3 separate regions of the Zea mays genome follow, and all the other regions are linked to region 3. The links are chromatin contacts, called in public Hi-C maps. All regions are on one chromosome and are shown on one strand. The core of a region is the stretch at or near the end of the contact, and the rest is flanking DNA. Distances in the headings are between cores, read along the strand shown. Region 1 holds the start of LOC100192547 (gl1 protein). Region 2 holds the start of LOC541776 (RNA polymerase 2). Region 3 holds the start of LOC100193715 (Putative receptor-like protein kinase family protein).

Region 1 (4,252 bases), core at 970-3,469, 310 kb after region 3:
TTGGCTTGTTAAGCAAACGAGCCATATAAGACAGCTCGACTCTTTTACGATCTCGAGCTGACTCGTTTAACTCGCGGACAGAGCAAAAAAAACCAACATATATAATAATCAATTTTAACTAATTTCAAACCAATTTGACAATAAAAATAGTAATTATAATCATAGTTTCACATACCACATCAATATAACACCAAATTTACATAACTCATCAATTGACCATTCACACACATGTTAATCAGTTTAGCCCATAGTCATAGTCGCACAAACCAATTTAACACATAAGACACAGTTCATTAATCATTAGTTTAACGCATACTGTAGGTCATAGGAACCACACACGTATATAACATGTTCATCAATTGGTGTGTAAATGATATGCATATAGTTTATTTTTGCTGAAATGTGATAGCTCGTTTAGCTCACGAGCTGGCTCGTTAACAAACCGAGCTGGCCCGTTAAGGAAGCGAGCTAGAATGTCGGCTCAACTCGAGAAAAAAATATCAAATGAGAGCCGAGCAGAGCACAAGCCGAGCGAGCCGATGAGTCATGGCCATTTCGTCCAGTCCTATACGTAATTCATCGATGTCTTGTTCAATTTAGTAAAACTTTTAAATATGATCTGACTAAGTTTAGTGTGAGCACGAAGTGTGAGGTGGATACGAAGCAAATCACTTAGGCTTTATATCTCCCTGTTTATACCTTTTATTCATTTTAAGTACCTCACCCTCTTCCATCCCTCTTTTTTCTCGTCTCCAAAAATTCCCCTTATTGACGACCTTTTCCTTTATATTTTAAGTGTGCTATTTGATTTTTATACATCAATTTTTGAAGTTTTAAAAAATTGGTATAATGTTATAGTATCGTAATATATATTGTTATCTATTAGTTAAGCTCAAAAAGTTAACTTCACAATAAATATAGTTAATTAGAGTAGAGGGGGACGCTCCCCCTCTCCACGGAGAGAAATTCCTGTTAGACTGGAAAAAGGGAGAAGGGTTGAGGGATCTATTAGATGGAAAGAGGGAGGCGTCGTACATGGAGATGTGTCAGGAGAAGCCAATCCAGGGCTCTGTTGAAGCACGCCTTAGACCAGCTCTAACGGAGCCCCCTACCACTCCCCCACCCCACATATAGGGTGTGATTTGGGGTGAGAAACCCCTCTAACAATTGCCTCTACAGCCTACCCCATGTTGGGGGAGAGAGGTTGTTCCCTCATATATGGGGACCTCTAATCTCTTCCCATATTTTAATTAATTAATTTCTTTGGGATATTAACTCTTTTTAAGTAATGTAATATGATAACAACGTGTATTATGATATGATAGTACAACCATTTTATGATTTTTTACACTTTAAAAACTGATGAAAAAATGCTAAATAACTAAAACTATAGTATATATGGGGACCCAGATAAGGTGTGTTGTTGGAGACGTCCTTAATGTGGAAGTAATGAAGTATCTTTTGGAATGATATAGTGAAATATAGTAGAAAGTACAGATAGGGTGAAAATGTGGTGAGAATGGTTGAAGATGACCATACTTTTGAAAGTACTGTCACACGCACAACGTCACCAAGCTTGAAAACCTGAATTCAAAGTACGAATGTTCATCCTGCTACTATTTATTACTCAATTAATTGAAAAGCAGCAGGAATACACCATACTTCACCTCAGCGCTTGAGCATCTGACAACTCCCTCCGGCATTTGTGCGCCAAAGTCAGTTTGAGCAAATCCAAATTTGACGGCCGACTAAATTTGAGGATCCGTTTATCTGGTTTTGAGAGTTTCAGAACTCAAATACATAACATGTCGATAACCTCTAATGCATTTTCCTCTATTAATTTTCTCTGTAGAATAGAACCGCAAACAATCCAGCAGCACTCGTGCGGCTCCAGCTTCCGGATCTTAATACCTCAACTTTGTGACATATAAATATGTTTTCAAAATAAAAACAAAAGGACGGATGTAAATTATTTTAGAAAGAAGGGCTAAAAGTAAAAAAGAAAATATAGGACAGTATCAACTGTTTCTTCATTAACTAGCCTTGCTGTTTTTTTATATATGAAACAAAATTAAAGACATTCGACTTTTTTTTGGAAGAAACCCTGGGTTAGTTGGAAATGGCAGCAACTGTCCCTTTATTAATTAGCTCTGCTATTTTTGCAACTGGTCCTTTATAAATAGGGACGGGGTGGCGTCCAAGACGCATTCGAGGCGATAGGCATCGTCGTCCCACCCAGCAGTGCAGAGACTCTCTCTCTCTCTCCCCGGCCACCTCTCGCTCACGAGCACCCCATCTTCCCGGCCAGGGCCTGGGTATGGGTGCTCCGCTCGCCTCCTGGCCATGGGCAAGCCTCGGATCATACAAGGCAAGCAAGTAACGACTGTCTGTCTGTCTGTCTGATCATGCATACCGGCCGGTTCGTTCATTCGCCCGCGCGCGCGCCATAGCTGTTAGCTTGACGCTAGCTCCTGCTCACCATCGGTATGTAGACGACGACGCACGCAGCAGCTTTACTGATCTTGGTCTCGCTTTTGTTTGTCTGGACGGGCGTGCACGCGCAGTACCTGCTGTACGGGCCTCTGGTGGCGAAGGTGGCGCACGCGTGGAGGGAGACGGGGAGCCTGCCGCTGGGGTCGTGGTGCCTCCACCTCCTGCTCCTCCTGGCGCTCCGCTCGCTCACCTTCCAGCTCTGGTTCTCCTACGGCAACATGCTCTTCTTCACCCGCCGCCGCCGCGTCGTCAAGGACGGCGTCGACTTCCGCCAGATCGACGCCGAGTGGGACTGGTGAGCTATAGCGTTGATCTGCTGAGCATGCATATAATACGTAGTACTCTCTATGTCTCTCTGCCTGCTGCCGGCCTGCCGCCATGGCTGTCTGCTGACTGCTGTGCTGATCATGGCTCTGACGACCGAGCTCGCTACCTAGCTGGTGTGCTTCTTCCGATTGGCTGGAGCTCCTGCTAAGGTTCCCCACTAAAAAACTCGCTTCAAAGTCGAAACTCTCGTCTATCTGGAACACCGAATTTTACTGAGAAGGTGGCGTCTATCTTTTATTATTATTATTATTTTGTTTCAACTCTGAAAAGAAACGAGTGAGGCTATCTCCAGTAATTTATTTGCTCGTCCTCGTATTCGTATTCGAACTCCACTCATGATTAATGCAAAACAGTGTTTTAGATGATGACTGCACGGTCTCAGTGGGATTTGATCGGCAAAGAAATCAGTGACGGTACTAGTACTGGTGCACGCGCATCAGGGGGCGTCCATGTCCATGTATGGCGTACGAGTGCGCGCCTGCTCACTTTGGTCTTGTACATGTTTTCTCCGTGCCGTGCTCCGGTTTCCCTCCTTTTATATGGATGGATGGATGGGCCGGCCGTTGGGGACTTAGCGGGTGGGAGGTGCCATTCACGCCAGGGCAGTAATAAATGTGCAGTAATTCTTTTCAGTCCTTATCACCTGCTTGCTTGCTTTGCGCATCTGCATAAACTGTGCTGTACGGGAGGACTGTTTGTGTTCATCTAATAAATTATAATAAGGAGCACGCACTGACGCACAGTTCATGTGTATAGTATGTACGTATGACTATGACCTGAACCTGAACTCGAACGTGCGTACTCGCAGGGATAACATGGTGATCCTGCAAACCCTGGTCGCGGCGGTGGCGATGGGCAGCGCGGCGTTCCCGGCCGTGTCGGAGCTGCGGGCGTGGGACCCGCGCGGGTGGGCCCTGGCCTTGCTCCTGCACGTGGCCGTCTCGGAGCCCGTCTTCTACTGGACCCACAGGGCGCTGCACCGGGGCCCGCTCTTCAGCCAGTACCACGCCAGGCACCACTCGTCCCCCGTCACGCAGCCGTTCACGGGTACGTCTACGCGTGCTACTGCTACCCTGCAGACTCGAGAGATTTTCTTTTCATCTTTATTTTTTTTTGAATTGAGTGGTTACAAAAACCGTTCACGGTGGTGCTAATTAATTAATGCGTGCATCGTTTCGTATCGTATGCACTGCAGCCGGGTTCGGCACGCCGCTGGAGGCGCTGCTCCTGACGCTGGCGATGGGGGCCCCGCTGGCGGGAGCCTTCCTGGCGGGCGCCGGGTCCGTGAGCCTGGTCTACGGCCACGTCCTCCTCTTCGACTGCCTCCGGTGCATGGGGTACAGCAACGTGGAGGTCATCTCGCACAGGGCCTTCGCCGCCTTCCCGCCGCTCAGATACCTCGTCTACACCGCCACGTACGTAAGCCACACCA
Region 2 (4,645 bases), core at 1,389-3,888, 300 kb before region 3:
ACCCGGACGAAGGGGGTACCGGGCGATAATAGTCGCCTGATCCGGAATCAAAGGGTCAGATTAGGTCCTGGTTCACGCGAACCGGTACCCATCCGTGACCCATGGATCAGAATCCGATAGGGGTGATTTTAAAAGAGGCGCGATAGGCTCTGGTCCGTCAGATCGCATCCGACGCCCCACAATCAACCCTGAAGGGGTATCCTCTTCGTCTAATCCGAGTCATCAATCCTCGATCGAACGGTTGGGATTCCATCCCCCCCCCCAATCTGATGCAAGGCACGGCGGCACCGCGCGGTGAGCCGCGGTGCTGCATCGCCGGTGATCGGCTAGCCTACTACCCAGTGTACGAAAATTGCAAACTAACCCTTACGTCGTGGAGTAGGAGGCCTGACGCATGTCGGCAGAGTAACATACCAATGATTCAGGTGGCCGCGAGGTTGCTCCATGGCGGACAGCGGGTCTGCGGCGGAGGCGATACTTCGACGACGGATACCGCGCACTCCAGTCGATAACCACCCACGACGCTCTAACGACGACCCTCACGAGCCTCTCGCAATGCACTCCAGATGGCCACGAAGGCTTCACCAGCGGCAGATGATTGAGTCCACGGCGACGGCCGATCTCCCTCCTCCCTTCTGCTCTCTCCCCACGGCGCGACGATCTCGGTGGTGTGGATTCCGATGAGGGATGTTGCGCACGGCCTGGGAACCTCTCCCTATGATGGACGCAAGGCACAGGCCGGCCAACTGGCCCGCGCATGTCGCAGGTGGTTTCAACCACCCGATCGTCGCGGTAGCAGGGGGAAGAAGATAACTAGTGCCTCGGGGCCCACATGTCATTGAGGAGGTCACGGTCACTTGAAGCGCGAGAACGAGACTAACGCCAAGGACCCACGCGCTAGAGGACTAGGGATGCACATTTTGAACCCGTGAACCGAACCCGAACCGTACCCGAACCCGAATAGACCGAATTTGTCGGTTTTCGGTGTTCGGTTCCCAAATCGTATCTGTTCGGTTATAGGGTTTGGGTTCGGTTTCTATCCCGCCTAACCCGAATAGACCCAAACAAACCGAAAAACAGTAACCCCACTCCCCCAGCCCAAACCAGTGGTCAGCGGCCCACCCACGGCCGATCAGCCCAGTATGGCACTCTCCCTCCCTCGGACCCTCACAAGTCGCCAACCCAACCCTAGTCAGCCACCGTCGCCAAAGTCAGCCGCCGTCGCCAAAGTCAGCCGCTGTCGCCCCCAAGCTCCAGGCTCCAGCTCCCGCGCGCTGCCCAGCCGCTAGGCCCCAGCCCCCAGGAACAAGCATGGCGACATCCATTGCTCTAGCTACCGGCCCGGCCAGCTACTCGCTTCTCCCAGCCCAACCAGCCGTCCCAGGTACCATCGTACCGACGTCCGCTGCTCCAGCTCCATTGCGTACGCTCCACTGCTCCCAGCCCGGCCCCGGCCAGCCGTCCCAGGTACCGCCGTACCGGCGTCCGCTGCTCCAGCTCCACTGCGTCCGCTCCACTGCTCCCAGCCCGACCAGTTAATTGTTTATGAACGTATGGACATATGTGCATATTATTGTATCAGCTTGTTTGTCATTCATGAACTCATGATTTGTACATGTTTTGTGTTATTCAGTTTCTGGAGGAACCGAATAGACCGAACCGATTTTTTTGGTCTATTTGGGTTCGATCCCTGTAAATTTAGGTTCGAGTTCGGTTCCTATAATTCAGAACCCGAATTGTGTAGAACCCGAATAGACTGAACCGAATAACCCGAATGTCCAGCCCTACAGAGGACGTCCCCACATGTCGGCGCTGGGAAGCCGAGGCGGGCACGCGCAAGTGTCCTTAGGCGGGGCCCACACGTCAGCGCCACAACAGGGTTGGGCTATGCGCGCCCAGGAGCCTCAGCGGGCTAAAATGCACCCGAGCGGCCCAGTATATGTAGTTTTCTTTTTTTCATTTATGTTTTCTTTTCGTTTCATTTCGACTCGTTTAGCTTGCGAGTTAGAGTCTCATTTCGGCTCGTTTAGCCTGTGAGATAGAGAAAAACATGTATATAATAATAATCAATTTCTAGTTAATTTCAAACAAATTTAACAATATAAAATATTAGTTATACTCGTAGTTTTAAAGACCTCATCAATGTAACACCAAATTAACATAACTCATCATCATCAATTCACAATTGACACATATGTTTATCAATTTAACCCACATTTATATTCGCATAAACCAATTTAACACAGACACAGTTCATTAATCATTAGTTTAACTCATATGCCATAAGCACCACACATATAACATGTTCATCAATTGTTACATAAACGATATGCATATAGTTTTATTTTGCTAAATTGTGATAGCTCTTTTAGCTTGTGAGCTAGCTAATTAACAAACTTAGATGATTCATTAACAATGAGTTAGGATGTCAGGTCAACTCATAAAAAATTCAAATAAGGCAATCCATGTCGATCCGAGTTGACCATGAACCAAGCAAGCCAATGAGCCACGATCATTTCGTCCGACTTTAGCAAGGGAGCTTGCGCGAACTGCGACAACGACATCCCGTCTATGGTTGTAATTATATTATAATTTAATTTGTATAAGTTGTAGAATATTTTGTATATTGTTGCAAAACACGGATACCTAGCTAGTGATATTGATGAACCCTGTGGCCTGACCCAGTGCCAGCTCGTTGACATGAAGGCTTACCGTCCGATACGAGCACTCCAAGGCGATCCAACGGCCGCGATCTGGAGGAACGGTCTCCTAACCTCCGATATTTCCTTTCTCCCTTATCGCCTTCGCCTCCGCGGCTCCGCCTCGCTCTCCAAGGTTCTGCCGAGGTTTCTCGCCTCCCCGCTCCCCCCTCTCCGAGTCTCCGTCCTTGCCACTCCTCTCTCCCCTCTTCCACCTCAATCCAATCCGACCCTCACCATTGTAGCCGGAACTCGCAGCGGGACACTAGGCGCGCATGCCGCTCCTCCTCTACCCCTTCTCCGCGTGCGTGCCGCCGCCGCGGGCGCTGCTCCGCCGCCTGTCGCCGCCGCCGCCCATGGCGGTCGTCGCTCCGCTGCCTTCCGCCGTCCGTATAATCCCCTCGGTGGGAACGCTCGACCTTCCGGCGCTCCCGCCCCCGCCCACGGACGACTTCCACTGGCTCGACCTATTCGCGTTCCTCAACTCCCCTGCCGACACCTACCACCAGATCCCCGCGCAGGGCGAAGAGGAGCTGGAGGCGGGGCTGGAACTGGAACTGGAGCTGGAGCTGGAGAAGCACGCCGAGGTGGAGAGGCAGCGGGGGCGGGCGCGAAGAGCGCAACTCCGGCGGCTGCGGCAGCGGCAGGTCAAGGCGGAGACGGAGGCCTGGGCGCGGGCCGCCGAGGAGTACCGCGAGATCGAGCGGGAGATGCTCGACCGCAGGCTCGCGCCCGCGCTGCCCTACGTAAAGGCGCTCTTCGTCGGCTGGTTCGAGCCGCTGCGGGACGCCATCGCCAGGGACCAGGACGTGCAGCGAAGGAAGCGGGTCAAGCACGTCTACGCTAAGTACCTGCTTCTGCTCCCAGCCGACAAGGTGGCCGTAATCGTCATGCACAAGATGATGGGCCTGCTCATGTCCAGCAAGGACGGCACTGGCAGTGTCCGCGTTGTCCAGGCCGCGCACTGCATTGGTGAGGCTGTTGAGCGCGAGGTGAGTTGCTTTGCTTGATTGCTGTTATTTTAGGAGGTTTGGAGCAATACTAGACCATTTTGACGCCGACCAGGACTCCTGAGCTCTTGTGGACAGCAATGCGGGACTTAAAATTTTTCACATTTTCTGCAAACAATATCTTTGTTTGATGAGTGATGATCTGTAGTCTTAGAGAACCTATCTCCAGACGGGTTGCAATGTTTAGTGGTAGTAGACATCATTCCATCCGTTTATATTACAGTTTTGCCAAGTGCCAAGTCAAACAAGAAGGTTAATCAGGCTTGGAGAGCTAATTTGAAGTTGTAGGAACTGATGAGGGCATTAGGCAAGATCTGCAGTTTAGATTTAAACTGTGCACGGATATAATCTGAAAACTGTGCTGTAATGATCTTTGATTCTGACCTATTAATCCATAAAAAACCTGCATACATGCCCTGTAGCCTGTAATTTGATCACTGAACGTACTTGACAAGACATGTATCTGTACACCACAAGGCATTGGTGAGTTAAAAGTTTGGAACTATTAAAGTGAGATTTAAAATTTGTCTTCTTATAGAATCAGTTACTCACCTTCTGCACTAGAGTGCAGCTTCCGTACTTTTTTGTGAAGTTCTGAAGTTTGATTATATCAAATTTGGAAGTAACTTAATGCTATTTGCCTATTTTCGGTTCGTTACCTTTCCGTTCATTGCAATTCCTCTTAGTGTGTTCCCCATTGGAAATTGATTTGGCAGTCCACTGAAAGTTGGTGTTTCCCCTTCCTTTCTTTACAGTTCAAAGTCCAGTCATTCTTTCAGAAAAGTAGGAAGAAGAAAATCCAAGGTGAAAATGATCCAGCATTGGAGAAGGAGCAAGCTAAATGCCGTAAGCGTGTTAAGAGTTTAGTTAAGAGGCGGAAGATGAGTGAAGCACAGAGGCTAGTTCAACAGGAGTTGGAATTGGAGGAATGGGGCA
Region 3 (4,434 bases), core at 883-3,382:
CACCAAAATCCGCAACGCACATGTGTTAGAAACATGAACTCAACTACTCCTGAGATCCTTGACACACGGCTAGCTAATTTAGTTAGCTGGCCACAGCCATGGTGTGCTTCGGAAACCGTGTAGTCGAGCTCTCATCACGCCGCAAATGGCTCCACGAGACGAGTACGTGTACGTATACCACTGATTAGCAAAAGAGAGAAATAAAAAATGGACACACCTCAGCTATAACGAGACAGGGATCAAACTGCGGTGGTGCCAGTGGAAGCCCATGTTCGGTTGTTGTTCCAACCAACGGAAACGGCCGTACCGACGGAATACTTAAGACAACAACCAGCCAGATTTTTTTTAAAAAAAAAAGGCAGGAAAAAAACAAATGCACGTTGAATGGTTTTTTCTTTCGTTTTTAATCCAAGTTGTCTATCAATTTGAGGATTTCAGTTTCAACGCTGACAAAAAATAAAGCACGTTTGAATAACGTGGTTATTGTCAAAGGATGCCTTTCCAGAACGTCAATATATACTTTCGTGCCCACCCAATCACATATATATAATAACATTAAAGAACACTGCAGCCCAAACTCTGAGAGAAAACGCTACAGACGATTTTGACCAGACGACATCCAAAAAAAAAATTAACACAGCGAGACGTGTACAGCACACACACTACTGGTTGGATGGATGGGATGGGTATGTGTGGATACAGGTCAGCGTACTGCGTACGTAGCTACATCAACCGGATTTTTTGAGAGGTGCAAAATTTAAGTGCGATAGACTAGTTCCACAATAGTTCAACTAGCCTGTATAGAACATCTCGAGTACTACGAAATGCATTTTGCATATATACTACTGTGGCTGCTCTTAAAAAAAAGAAGTTTTCTTTTTTTTCCCTGGAAGAAACCGAAGACTTTAACTACTTCTTGGGAGTTGGAATGTCTATCTTCTATACTGCATGATTCATTACCTAAGATTTGCGCGAAATGGTAGCTTTGTCGCTGTGATAATTCATTGTTTTAGGACTCTTTGGCAGTATTAGGGTTTCTTAGAGACAGTGAAGAGAATCCACCTCTTGATAACTTCAGCTTCTGGCAAAAAAAAAAACAGTTTTGACTCTGCCATTTTTATTTTGTTAGTTTCAGGAATTATCCTGCTACACAATGGTATATACTCTCTCTATTCTTTTTTATTTATTGCGTTTTAGTTAAAAAAATAAACTAGCCAACGATAAATATTATTGAACGGATGTAATACTTATTAGGTAGTGTTTTTTATTAAGCCTGTGAAAAAACATAAGAAAATTCTTGTCGGAAATTACATTGGCAATCTAAATTTTTAGTTACTCCGCACCTAAAAAGGGATTTTAACCATTTGTCCAAATATATCATACTTATTTGGGAGAAATATATCTATTTAAATACTAAGGGCTTGTTTGTAAGCAAGGATATTGAAGGGATTAAGAGGGTCAAAATTCTCTACTATTTAAATTTAAATATTAGAAAATTCTAGCCCCTCAATTCTCTTACTTCCATTCCAAACAAGCTTTAAAGAGTGTTTGGATTCGCTGCTGTAGCTTACCTAGCTTGTCCTAAGGCTATGCGCAACGCTGCCCCCTTGGTAGCCCCCTCCTCTTGCATGTGGCGCGTAGGGGCACTTTATGGCCGCAGCGGTGTCTCCTACGGCGCCCCTACGCGCCGATCCTCTTCTCTCTCCCCCAGATATAGCGTGTCACTGTTCATCCCCAAACACTGTGCTGTGGGTCCACAAGTAATTGTTAGTAGATAAAAAATTGATAGTTGGTATAGAAAATAATATTTTATAGTGGTAGTGGGATATAAGGGTAGTATTTAGGGGGAACTGTTGCGGGAGATAAAAAAAATAGGAGGGAAAAGTGATATAGGGGAAAAATTTAGAGGTAATAAGGGAAACAAAAATCTGAATCTGTTTTGTATATGTAGCCGAGGAGCTCCACCTTAGGAAATTTAAAAAATATACTATAATAAAAAATCCTGATTTTGTGTAAAGCCTAATTACGCGGGGTGGACTATTATAACGGTAAAACAAAGCAAGGCGATCCTAGTAGTACAAAACTCTGCTCGCTCGCTCGCTCGCCCTTTCTCTGTCCACACTTCTCTCATTCTCTGAGTTCTCTCTCCTCTCCCCACCTTCTCTCTCCTCTCCCCACGAACCGCGCCACCTTTTCTGACGCCGCATCATCGGCGACTTCATCGCCGTCGACAAGACGCATCAAGGCAGTGCCTGCTACTCCCGCCTCCGCATTCTTGCCCCACGGAGCGTGCTCCTGCTCTCGGCCGCCGTCCTGGTGCTGAACAGCTGACACAGCCGGAGAGATCCGCCCGGCCTCGGATCCGTTTCTTCTCCTGCTGGTGCCTTGGTGGTGAGTGAACCTAGCTTCCTTCTGCCGGTTGATTCGATCTAGGAGCTCCGTTTGTTCTTGGGGGCATTTACTTTGCCGTGGCCGTGGTCCGTGAGCAATCAAATCCAAATCTGTCTCCCTTTCGATTTGTTTGCTGCGGAGTGCGGAGTGCGGAGGGTGACGCGCTGCTAGCTCTTAATCTCTCTGCTTGTTTCTCCTTCAGATGCTGATGCGGACTCGGGACTCCTACGGAGAGCTGAGGTGACCTTGTTGAGTGTGCCCTTACCCAGCGCCGCCTGCCTCCGAGCCGAGATCTCCTCCGCGCACCCCGGCATTCTCTCTCTCTGTCTCTGGTGCCGACGACCGCGCGGCCGACCCCGCCCTACGCCAGGTGCTCAGGTCTCCATCTTCGGGACCTTCGCCGGCGACGAGCACCCGCCCAGGTAGCCCACCCCTTCTCTTCCGTTCCTGTCTTGCGAAACCGAGCTCCCGAACCCAAACTCTTTGTGTTCGGATCTGATCTCATGCGGTTACAAGTCCAGTATAGATGTATTTTGCCTACAAACTTCATTTTTTTTGGAAAAAAAATGTCTTTTGCTGGGTCCGACCGTGCCGCGGAAGCGCGGAGAGTGCTGCGCTGCTAGCTCTTAATCTCCACCGTACCTCTTCTAGCTTCTTCGTTTTCTGCCATATGCGCTAGGCAAGATCGATCTAGCCAAGCTGCCGATGCGGTTCGTTTTCCAGAAGTTTTGGGGGATTCAGTTCGAGTTCAATGCCCACAAGTGATGAGCAGCATATTCTTGTTCTTGCCTATTACCGATTGTTTTGCTTCCCTTTTTCTCGAGATGGGATTTCAGTTTTGCATGCATGCGATCTGAAAATTGTGAACATACTTTTTACTCAGGTCAACATCATGATGGCTACTTTGGGGAGGAAGAAGCGGCAAGCCGCAACAACCTTCATCGTGCTTTGCATCTTGTCATCCTTCTACATCTGCAAAGCGCAGTTCACGCCTGCGGACAGCTACCTTGTTGACTGTGGGTCCTCCAAGAGCACAATGGTTGGCCAGAGGACCTTCACAGCGGATGGCGCATCTCCGGTGAAGGTGTCCACCTCCCAGGATATACTTGCGGGCACCTCAGCAAACGGGGTGGCCTCTTTTGATAACTCGGCGCTGTACCAGACTGCCCGGATCTTCACCGGGCCATCATCCTACACTTTCCCTATCCAGAAGCAGGGCCGGCATTTCGTCCGGTTTTACTTCTTCCCCTTCACCTACCAGAGCTATGATCTTTCACTTGCCAAATTTACTGTGTCCACCCAAGATGTTCTCCTGCTTAGTGACTTCCAGCAACCAGACAAGACCGCACCCTTGTTCAAGGAATACTCACTGAATATCACCCGCGACACGCTCGTGATTTCCTTCAAGCCGTCAAATGGAATTGCATTTGTCAACGCAATTGAGGTGGTCTCTGTCCCAGATGATCTCATCACCGATGATGCACAAATGGTCAACCCTGTCCAGCAGTACAGTGGTTTGTCTACACAGCCACTGGAGACAGTATATCGGGTTAACATGGGTGGTCCGAAGGTCACTCCTGACAATGATACCCTCTCGAGGACCTGGGTGACTGATCTAAAGTACTTGTTGAACCCATCTGTGACCAAACAGGTTAATTATGGCAAGCGTGTCAACTATAAGAAGGGTGGAGGTGGAGCTACTCAGCTGTCAGCCCCTGATATTGTCTATGGCACAGCTACAGAGTTGGCAGCGACAAATACATCCAATGCTCTTTTCAACATGACATGGCAGTTTGATGTGGATGCTGGCTTCAGCTATTTGGTAAGGTTTCACTTCTGTGATATTGTCAGCAAGGCACTTAACCAGCTCTACTTCAATGCATATGTTGGAGGCTTTTATGCACAGAATAATCTTGATCTGTCAGCAATGTCTGATAGTCAGTTAGCTACACCTATATATATAGATGTGGTTCTTTCATCTAATGATGCATCCAGCAAACTTAGCATCAGCATTGGCCCATCGGTCTTGAACAATGTATTGCC

The links. A called contact is a pair of places that touch in the nucleus more often than the background predicts.
Region 1: a Hi-C map of ear shows a contact between it and region 3, with 2.4 times the contacts expected there. The contact joins the promoter of LOC100192547 here to the promoter of LOC100193715 in region 3. A contact is called at or near these places in 3 of 25 Hi-C or Micro-C datasets (bundle sheath, ear and leaf).
Region 2: a contact with region 3 is called in a Hi-C map of leaf, with 5 times the contacts expected there. The contact joins the promoter of LOC541776 here to the promoter of LOC100193715 in region 3. A contact is called at or near these places in 2 of 25 Hi-C or Micro-C datasets (ear and leaf).

What each region holds. Positions count from the first base shown.
Region 1 is chr9:110,418,477-110,422,728 of Zm-B73-REFERENCE-NAM-5.0, forward strand. It overlaps LOC100192547 (gl1 protein), which reads left to right and starts at 2,220. Exons shown (of 11, transcript NM_001353471.1): 1 at 2,220-2,368; 2 at 2,565-2,788; 3 at 3,629-3,867; 4 at 4,016-4,235. The coding sequence starts at 2,318.
Region 2 is chr9:109,807,095-109,811,739 of Zm-B73-REFERENCE-NAM-5.0, forward strand. It overlaps LOC541776 (RNA polymerase 2), which reads left to right and starts at 2,639. Exons shown (of 20, transcript NM_001348524.1): 1 at 2,639-3,691; 2 at 4,465-4,645. The coding sequence starts at 2,975.
Region 3 is chr9:110,109,265-110,113,698 of Zm-B73-REFERENCE-NAM-5.0, forward strand. It overlaps LOC100193715 (Putative receptor-like protein kinase family protein), which reads left to right and starts at 2,133. Exons shown (of 3, transcript NM_001358871.1): 1 at 2,133-2,391; 2 at 2,594-2,813; 3 at 3,275-4,434. The coding sequence starts at 3,284.